Linked DNA regions of Rattus norvegicus: region 2 is linked to region 1. Evidence: chromatin contacts called from public Hi-C data. All regions are on one chromosome and are shown on one strand. Each heading gives the region's core, a stretch centred on a gene start, on an enhancer-like site or on the middle of the called end of the contact. The rest is flanking DNA. Distances are from core to core; before and after follow the strand shown. Region 1 overlaps Tank (TRAF family member-associated NFKB activator). Region 2 overlaps Ifih1 (interferon induced with helicase C domain 1).

Region 1 (4,757 bases), core at 891-3,390:
AGGTCCCAGGTGGAGGCATCTTCGAAACCAATATATTTTCTTTATAACTGGTGTCAAATTGATGTATATATTAAAAAAAAACTTGGAAAATGATCTCAAAGAGGAAGTAACAGCCCAAGGAGCCATATGTTCAGGGAAGCTATCAGGTTTCCATTGGGACCAAATTTCATTTCACCTTTTTGTCCTTATGCACAAATAAAACTTATTTGTAAATATGCCATTCAAACAGCCATGCAATTTTGTGAGGCCCTAAGGGTGGAGAAGAAACTATCCTAGTCCATAAAAAGCCGATGGAAGGTAAATAATTTTGTTAGCTATTGGATATGCATAAGGCCACAAGGGATTGAACTCCATAAATTCACACCCTCAATGAAATGCTTCCATAGAACTAGTTAACAAAGAAAAGGCTGATAAATAGTTAATAAATAAATCTCGATGTCGATGGAATTGCTGAACCCAGGTTTACATCAATGGATGTAATCTCCCCCCTTGCTGGTGGATGGATTCCTATTCTAACAGATTCAGGGATTTTTCCCAAGGCAGGCTAACAGTATAGCATTGAAAAGTCTGATAGGCTAAGGGCAGAGGGCTGCACAGTGGTTTTCCAGAGAAACCAAAAGTACTTCTGTTTACCAGCACAAAACACTTTATAGAAGTCCTTTCAGGAATTTTCAATTTTAAAGCTTTCCAGCATTTTAGTAGATTCTAATAATCGTGCATTCGTTACTTTATTGGTATGCCTGGGCGTATTCTAACGGGAAAATTACGTTGAGCATTTGTGCAGCTTTCCATATGACTAGAATCAAAGTCTAAAAACACCGATTCACTCACGCCACTTGATTTTATATGTATTTATGTACTTTTATTAAGAGACATTGCAACTTTAGGGGAAAGGCCATCATAGAAATGAAACCCTTGTGTACTCAGTAAGTCTCCACGCACTTGTTTGTGTCGTTATACCAAGATTAAAGTCGGTAGAAAAAAAATCATACTGCATAGGTTATCTTGCAACTATTTCTTTTACCATCCATGGTTAGAGGAAAGTTTTATCATGTTAATTTAGGCACCTGGCTAGCTAATATTGAGGAGTCTTAGGAAAAACTGCCTTCTCAGGCAGGTCTTTGTTTCTGAGTTCCGGCTAAGACACTTCAGAGTGAGAAGGGACATCAACGTCTTTTATCCTAAGAATGGTTGATGAAATGGTAGTTTAAGTGTCTTTCTGCTCAACCATCAACTCGCTGTGAAACCTCCCCTGACTCCCCAGCGAGCCTCAACAGGTATGGAAGACTTTTTTGACCAGACTAAGTTTATGATGCATTCTTTGGTGTTGCTGTTCATGTCCAACTTCTCACAGGCCAGAACACTGAGCCACCTGGTCAAGAAGGGACACAGGGCTCCAGCCATGCACAGGCCCCCATCTTCGGGTGCCCGGATCGTGGGAAGGTTACCTGCTTTGAAAAGGCGTTCGTCTTACCAGCTACTGTCTTAGGTGGTATTCCCCGGGGGTATATGTCACAGAAGCTCATTAGCCTAGTCTTGGGGTCAGGAGGTCAGGGGTTGGGAGTACAACTAATTGTAAGGCCCTTTCTGGTTTATTAAATCGCTCGCTCGCAGTTGTGCTCGGGGCCGGGGATGCAGGGATGCGAGGGTTACAGCCCGCAGCCTTTGGGGGCATGTGGGGGTGTTTGTGAGGGGGGGAGGGCTTGACCACGCCGACAGCTCAAACCAGTGTGGCTCGGCAGCTCGCACCAAGGCTGGAAGCCTGTGCGGGAAAGATCCGGCTCGGCCCGATCTGGCTTTGTTTTTCTGGCTCTTTCTTCCACTCCGGGGTTTGTCCCTGGGCCTCTGGCGTGGTTCGGTTACCCCGCCACCCAGCGCGTTCGCTTCCCCGCAGGCAGGCCTGGCGGGCGGGCGCGCGCTGCAAACGTGGGTCCCGGGCGCCCCATGCGGGCTGAGCTCGCTCGATCGCTCGCCGGCCCGCCGGCCAACCCGGGTGCGGCTCGCCAGCGGCGGGGAGGACGCGCGGGAAAGCCAGGGAGCGGGAAGCGGGCGGCGGCGGGCCCGCTGGAAAGGAGGGAGCGCCGCAGGCGGGAGGACGACGCGCGGAGGAGGGAGCGGGAGGAAGGAGGGAGCGCGGCAGGCAGGCGGAGGGAGGGCTGATTAGCATGCAGCAGCGCTCGCGCGCCCGGCTCCATTGTTTTAACACCTCCCCTCTCCTCCGCGCCAATCTGTCACCGTTCAGCAGGCGAACGCTGCTGCCTCAAATGCTGCTCTTCTCAAATGAGACGGATAATTAGTTGCCCCGCACGAATGCCGCACTCTTCTCACCCCTGATTGCTATCACCTTCTTGCTCCTGGCAGTTTTGACACCTCGTAATCAGCCTGCTGCTTTTCTCTTTTCTTCCCGACTTCTGCTTCCCTCCCCCCTTCCTTCCTAGTTGATTTATTTATTTATTATTATCATTTTAAATGCAATCTCCGTGCCTATTTGGACGAGTGCTCCTCCGAGTTAACCTTGCATATACGTGTGTGCCTATATATGCATATGTAAACTAGGGTGTGTGTGTGTGTGTGTGTGTGTGCGCGCGCGCGCGCGCGCGCGCGTGTGTGAGCAAGGGGCGGGCTGGCAATTTTGCGGGAAACACTGCTTCCACGCGGAGAGAATTTTCTCCTCAAGATATTTTTGGGATGGGAGAAGTTGGGGAGAGGGACGGGAGGGAAGAGTTAGGGAGACCTCAATTAATGCTTTAAAGATCTCTTAGAAATTAACAAACTGGGGAGTCTCGGAATCTGCTGTCAGAAGCGTGTTTTCCCCTCTCTCCTCTAACAAGCACTGACAGTCTAATTACTGTAGCTACAAGCAGCTGTCGAGGCAGCAGCCCGCGAGCGAAGGCGCCACGGGATGAGCGCTCACCGCCGGCCCCTGCGCCCAGCCTAACCCAGCGAACCGCGGCCAGACTTGGGAGGATGGAGAGAAGCGCGAGGCCCGGCACCCGGCAGCCTCGCCAGCCCACGGCGGGCCTGCGAGTCAGCAGACTCCCTTATTGTTTCATATTTATAAAGTCTTTACCTTGAAGGTTAAAAGATGTGAAGAAGAAAGGAGGGGACCTGAGGGGGGGGTGCGAAGAAAATCTTTTAAGCTTCCATCCATTCCTTTTCTACCTCCTCAAGTTCTCCCTCCCCCGGTGTTGGTAAAATAACCACGCAACCCGGGGCTGAGGGGGCGGGGTGAGCCAGGCTGGAGTGTAAGAAAGCAGATGTCCCCGCTGGCAGCAGCCTCAGCCTCCGGGGAAAGCTGCACCGGGGGGGCCATCCCGAGGACATTCACCTCCCACTTCTCAGGCATCCCGCTCACAACTGCCTCGCCTCGGCAGGGGTGGTTTTTTTTTTTTTTTTCCCAGACTCAGCGTTTTGCGCACGTAGCTTTCTTACCTGGGAGCTGTTCTTACCCGGTTACGCTTAGCAGAAGCCCAGCACCCCGCTCAGTAATAGGGTAGAGGGATAGACCTGACCGGTGTTCACTATACCTTTCGAGTGGCGGGGTCCTGTCAACCTTTCAGAGCAGGACAGAAGGCCCCTCTCTGGCGGCCCAATTGGGTCTCTGCCCTAAGAAGTTGGAGCATGGGGTACTGCTGGAGTCTTAAATTCCCACCTTACTAAAGTGGTGAGGACCGGTTGCTCCAGAAGAGGGTAGTGGGCCACTTCGAGTCACTTTCTGGAATGGAGTTCTTTTTGGTTGTCAGCAAGCCAGTAAAGATGTCAATCGTGTGAGAAAAGGAGAGGAAAAAAATCCTTCTTTTGATAGGCGGTGGGGTATATTCTGATTAGTACACATACTGGGAAGTTTTGAGTTTGAGCGTGTGTGTGTGTGTGTGTGTGTGTGTGTGTGTGTGTGTGTGTGTGTGTGTGTGTGTAGTGGAGGGGAAGCTGGGAGGAAGAAGAGAGTCTTTGGGTAATTGTCTAGGCATTTCCATTCAGCCTGATGGCAAAGATGTACATGCCTCAGAACCCTTCACAGTGCATACCTAATAATCACGATGTCACCCTGGTGAGGAAGATGTCAATGTGATGTGCTCGGCACCTTGAGACATCGAGGTACCATTCTCATTCTTCCACTGAGCACAGAGGCCTGCTTGAATTCCCCCATGCTAAACCTCCAGTATGAGACACTGCTCAAGGACAGTTACTTTTCTGTTGAAAGCTACAAGTCAATGCTTATTTCATAAAATGGAAGCTGTGTCTCAACCATGTTTAAAAATTGGGGGCGGAGGGGAGTGGGAAGAGAATCATGAAGAAAGGAAGGCAAGTCTCATTTTAAACAGTTCTGCCGCACTGCGTACTTGGTTCCTAAGACGTCTCCAGTGGCCATCAATCAGGCTGCTAACAATGAATAGCAAATTTCTCCACAAGAATTTGAACGTTTCTAATCTAAATTAATAAATATGTATTCTCCTTACAGGCTTTTACATTTGTTTCCAATAAAAGGAAAAAAATTAGAATGCTTAGTTTGAAAGATCATTTTGAAATTTAAAGTGACCTATTAATGTGTAATAAATGCCATCAGACATGAATTTTATGAACCCTCCCCAAATGTGATTTATTTACCTCAGAAACAAAGAACACTTTCAATAATCATGACATAAGGAACTTTTAATATTTAATAATAATCACTCAATCATGCATTTTATACACATAGTAAAAATTAAAACCATGTGTATTATTTAAAAAATGATCTAAAATGTTTAAATAATTTTCAC
Region 2 (4,608 bases), core at 298-2,797, 1.1 Mb before region 1:
ACGGGTATTTTTATCAGTAAGAAAACTGAGTAGTGCATGTCTACAGCGAAATTAATATAGATTGGGTTTATTTTATAACTTCAAACAACTCTTTGAGCAGGATCATCACAAAGCGATGGTCTCAAATTTTGGTTTGATTATCAGAACTTACCTTCTCTACCTTGAGTTGTGAAGAAGGACTGAAAGCCAGACTAGTGGCAAGAGAGAATTGAGTTGGTCAGGGCACACCAAACCATTTTGTTCATATCTTAATATGATATGCTCTGGATAGGAAAATATGTATCACAAGCTCTCAAAGACAAACAGTAACCAAGTCAAGGAAAATCAATAGAAAGGAAAGAAAAGCCCCAAATCTAGGTGTTAAAGGGTTTGGAGGCAGACTTGAGAAAGAAGGAAGGTTACCCCAAAGAACCTTAGCTAGGCGGGAAGGACAGACATTCGTCTGAGCCATGGACGGCTGCCTTCTGGTGGTTTTGTGAACAGATGTGACTGATAACATTTCAGGCTGAGTGAACGTCACCACTAAAGGAAGTTATAAGAAAGCTTGAAGTGTGTCAGAAATGTGATGTAAGAGGGTGACTGGGGACAGAAATACACATTAAGACCTCTAAGACCGAAGAGAACTAATGTGTCTTAGAGATTTTTCCTGCTGTTGCCCAAGGAGAACAAACAAAACAAAACGAAAATTAAAACTCCCTTAAATTAATATTTCATTGTCTGGATATTCATGAAATACCATCACAGTGCATGTAAGAAATTACCCCAGGGCATCACGCTGGCAGCTTGGCATTGCTCATGATGAGAAGATGTGTACCTTGGAAGTTGGCAGTCATTTTAAGCCCCGGCAAGAACCTGTCATTGAGCATTACCTGGGCACCCTTAGTGATATCTGCGCTTGCACTTCCCTCCGGTCTGGTTAGGATCGCTTAGGTCCTTCAGCCTTTCCAGCAGGCATCTATGAATTTAAAGTTTCCAAGTCATCTTCTTCTTTCTTACAGTCCATGGCTGCTGTTAATGACAGGACTTCTAGTGTGGTTATCAAGGTCTAGAATTGTGAATGTCTAGAACATTCTACCTTCATCATTAAGTTAGGGGGTAAGTTCTCCTGGTAGGTGTAGTCACTTTTACAACCCTATATTTTAATAACGTTCTTTCTGTGTTTGGCCCCTGGAGCAAAGGATAGCAGGCAGAGATGATAAACGTTAAGCCAACATCGTTATGCATGACTCATATTTAATTCTAGCTGACATATTTCAGCACACACATACATGCGCATGCACACATGTGCACACATGTGCACATGCACACACGCACACACGCACACATGAGTGCGCTTACACACGCACATACATACACACATGCATGCACGCACTTACGCAAACACACATACACCTATAAACAGGAGCAGAGGAGCTCCACGAATGGCCATGTGGGCCTGTGGCTCTAAGAGAGATTTTCTTTTTCTCTTTGGGGAACTCATTTCCTAGAAGCTTGGATCCAGGATAGAATATGCAAGGTGGGTGGAGGTGGCTTCTCTCCATTCTGCAGGAACACATGTTCCCTGGCACACAGAGCGAACTATGACAGACCAAAATGTGAGCGTGTGTGTAGATCCATATACATAGAGCTGAAAATAAAAGTAATCTATTTCCTCTCAAAGAAAAGATTGTTATTCCTAAAGAAAAGGAAATATGTATTATTAGCAGTATGAAAGTAAGCCCGTTTAAGGGGTCCACGCAGCCTTGTGTCTGTGCCAACACAAGGACGTGCTTCAAGCTCTTGGGTTAATCTGTGGCAAGAGCATTATGTTTTTTTTTCTTTTTCTTCCTTTTTCTTTTTTTCGGAGCTGGGGACCGAACCCAGGCCCTTGCGCTTGCTAGGCAAGCGCACTACCACTGAGCTAAATCCCCAACCCCGGCAAGAGCATTATGAAACTCGAGGAAAGATAGGTATGATGTTCAAGTGTAAGGCAAGGTCACAGTAAGAGAAAAGTATGACTTCTCTGAGAGATGGAATTCAGTGAGGTGTAGACCCTGTCCCCACCAGCTCCAGGGAGAACAGAACAGAGCATATATGTTCTTCACCGAGGTACAGGGAAATCCTTTTCGCTGCCGCTGTTTCCTGCCGCATGTAAACCCACTTTTCACCACAGAGAGAAGCTGTGATGGATTGCTGCAAGAAGGAAAAGATAGAGTCCGCAGCGTGAAAAGTTTCTAGACTAGGAGAAAGTCTACCTGAGGGAAAAGAAGTTGCGTTTTACTTAAGGGAGCCTTATAGGAAACACAGTATTATTTGTTCATTGCCTGCTATACTAGTATATTCCAGCAGAGGGCAGACGTTGCATTAAAATGAATCTAAACTCGCCAACCCTCCCACCTCCCCATCTTTGCTTTCAATATTTTATTGTGAATTTTTTTGGTTTCTAAACGATTTTTAAAATGTTTTAAAAGTATGTAAGGTCTATAACACATTAAAAAATACGAAATTTCTAAGATTCCAGTAATATTTTTTACTATTACCAAAATATTCAAAAACGTGTTTCCAAAATGAAGAGATTTTTTTTTGCCCCCACACATGATTTTACAGCCTCTCTTAGAGATTACTGTCATTGTAAGCAAAGCTGTTGTTTTTATCTTACTTGTGAAGTTATTATTCTTTATTTTTTCTTATTTTGAAAATCCATCTATCTCCTAATTGAACAAGTATGATTTTTTCCTCTGGCCCCAATTAATTCCATATAGACAACTATATTAATAGACATGCCTGCCATTTTCAAATTTATTTCCTAGTTGGCTTTGATCACTCCCTTAGAAGAAAATGACATATGTAAAAGTCAATTAAGCCCATTGAACACTGTGATTCCAATATATGATACAAATCTACAAGAGTTTATTAAATTTATTTCCCTTCAAAAATCTTGTCCCTGGTTTAACAGGATCACCATTACAATAAAATGTAAAACTGTAGAAGCGACTATCTGTAATTTTAAATGGAAACAAGCCACCTGTGAGCAGTGGCTGAGTTCAGATCTGGGAGGCATCCCTGGTCTCCAAAGCACCGGATCACTTCACAGGAAAGCCGTGCCTCCAACCTCTGCTTTGCATGTCTTCTCTAAGAGGAAAAGTGCATTGCTTTGAATCTTAGAACCTTCCAGACTGACCTGCCTTGGAAACGTCAAAGACAAAAACAGGAGGATCATAAGTAAATCAGTTGTAGCAATTCACTTTTGCTACATAGACTCGAAACATGGTTTGTTGTTGTAAAAGAAATGCATCAACAATTTCTTGGTATTGCTTTTCTGGAGGTATATATGCACACGTGCACGCACATTTTCTTAAATCGATTTCAAAGAGAAAACCTGCAGGGAAGGAACTTTCAGTGCCGCTGGAGATAGACTATTTTCTTTATTATTAGATTTCTTTTCTTTAATGAATCTATTCTAAGAAAGAACAAATAATATTGCACAAAAAAGGGCTGCTTGGGAAATTACATTGCCTTTTGTGAGGAGAAGCTGGGGCTTGCGTGCACTTTAAACAAAGCAAGGGAGCTCTCTGTCCACCTTTTTACCGTTACAGTGATCTCTTGACCGAGTTGCTAAGATTGGGTTTGTGCTTTGAAGGCAGAAGCGTCCCTTCGTGATAGGTGTGCAAGTGCAAGTGTGGAGAAAGGAGTGGAAAGTTGGTGTCCATCCATGAGTCAGAATGTATTAGCAAAGAGCCAACATCTCTCTAACTTGTTCCTTGGAAGGATAAGATGGTTTAGTTTTTAGGGAGACCTTGACGTTACAATGAAATTGATGTCTTAAAGTGAGCTTCATTTCCCTTAGCACCGAGGATGCAGAAGCTTAGAGATCCCCTGCACACGAATGATGAGTCATGAGCGCTGAGTAAGAAGCACTGGGATGCTGGGTGACACGGATGAGTCATTTAACCTCTCTGAATATTGGTTTCTCACCTTTAAAGTTGAGTTGCTAATGGGGGTGTCTACGGCAGAAGATACTACCATAATTTGCATTACATCTGGGAAAGCTCTGAGCTCAGTGTTTTGACACCGTACAAGATGTGATTGTGAAATCTATGTAACCAAATACTGAGCTTAATCCGCCACCCGCTGTATTTAGTACCAATGCTAATGAATATTATCAATTATTCACTAATAATTATCAATAAATTATCTGCTTACTCTGTATGCAGCTTCCACCACAAACTTACATATGCTAGAACGAAGGCGGGGAGAAAACTCGACTTAACATATACCGAGAATGAGTTTAAGATTATAGTTTAACTGCTAATCATTGGGGAATGAAAAAAAAGGTCAAATAGGATTTCTCTATCTATTGCACTGGAAAAATTTATCAGGAACAATATCTAATTTCTAGATTGTGTTTATTGGCATTTTCCAGCTCTCAATTCTACATTTAAAATAACAAATGGAAAATATGTCGAAATTTACTTTTTGCCACAGAAATCTTGGCCTGTGTGTCTAGACATGGAATTATCTTTGCAATGACATTCTCCCATCTTATTTTACACCTTGCCTTCCCCTTACAAATCATAGTCTCTTTTCATCAGTACATCTGCCCAAAACGCTCTTCGACTTGACAGTTCT

The links. Hi-C and Micro-C count contacts between places; a contact is called where the count stands out from the background.
Region 2: a Hi-C map of frontal cortex shows a contact between it and region 1, with 4 times the contacts expected there. The contact joins two enhancer-like sites.

Annotation. Positions count from the first base shown.
Region 1 is chr3:66,598,679-66,603,435 of GRCr8, reverse strand. It overlaps Tank (TRAF family member-associated NFKB activator), which reads right to left. Exons shown (of 8, transcript NM_001164073.2): 8 at 4,572-4,757. Among named protein-coding and RNA genes, the nearest start is that of Psmd14, 62 kb to the left of the region's middle. Within about 2 kb of position 2,140, at least 51 of the 93 cell types and tissues checked have an H3K27ac peak or open chromatin away from gene starts, as enhancers often do.
Region 2 is chr3:67,664,255-67,668,862 of GRCr8, reverse strand. All of the region lies in intron 3 of Ifih1 (interferon induced with helicase C domain 1), which reads left to right. Among named protein-coding and RNA genes, the nearest start is that of Ifih1, 17 kb to the left of the region's middle. Within about 2 kb of position 1,547, at least 11 of the 93 cell types and tissues checked have an H3K27ac peak or open chromatin away from gene starts, as enhancers often do.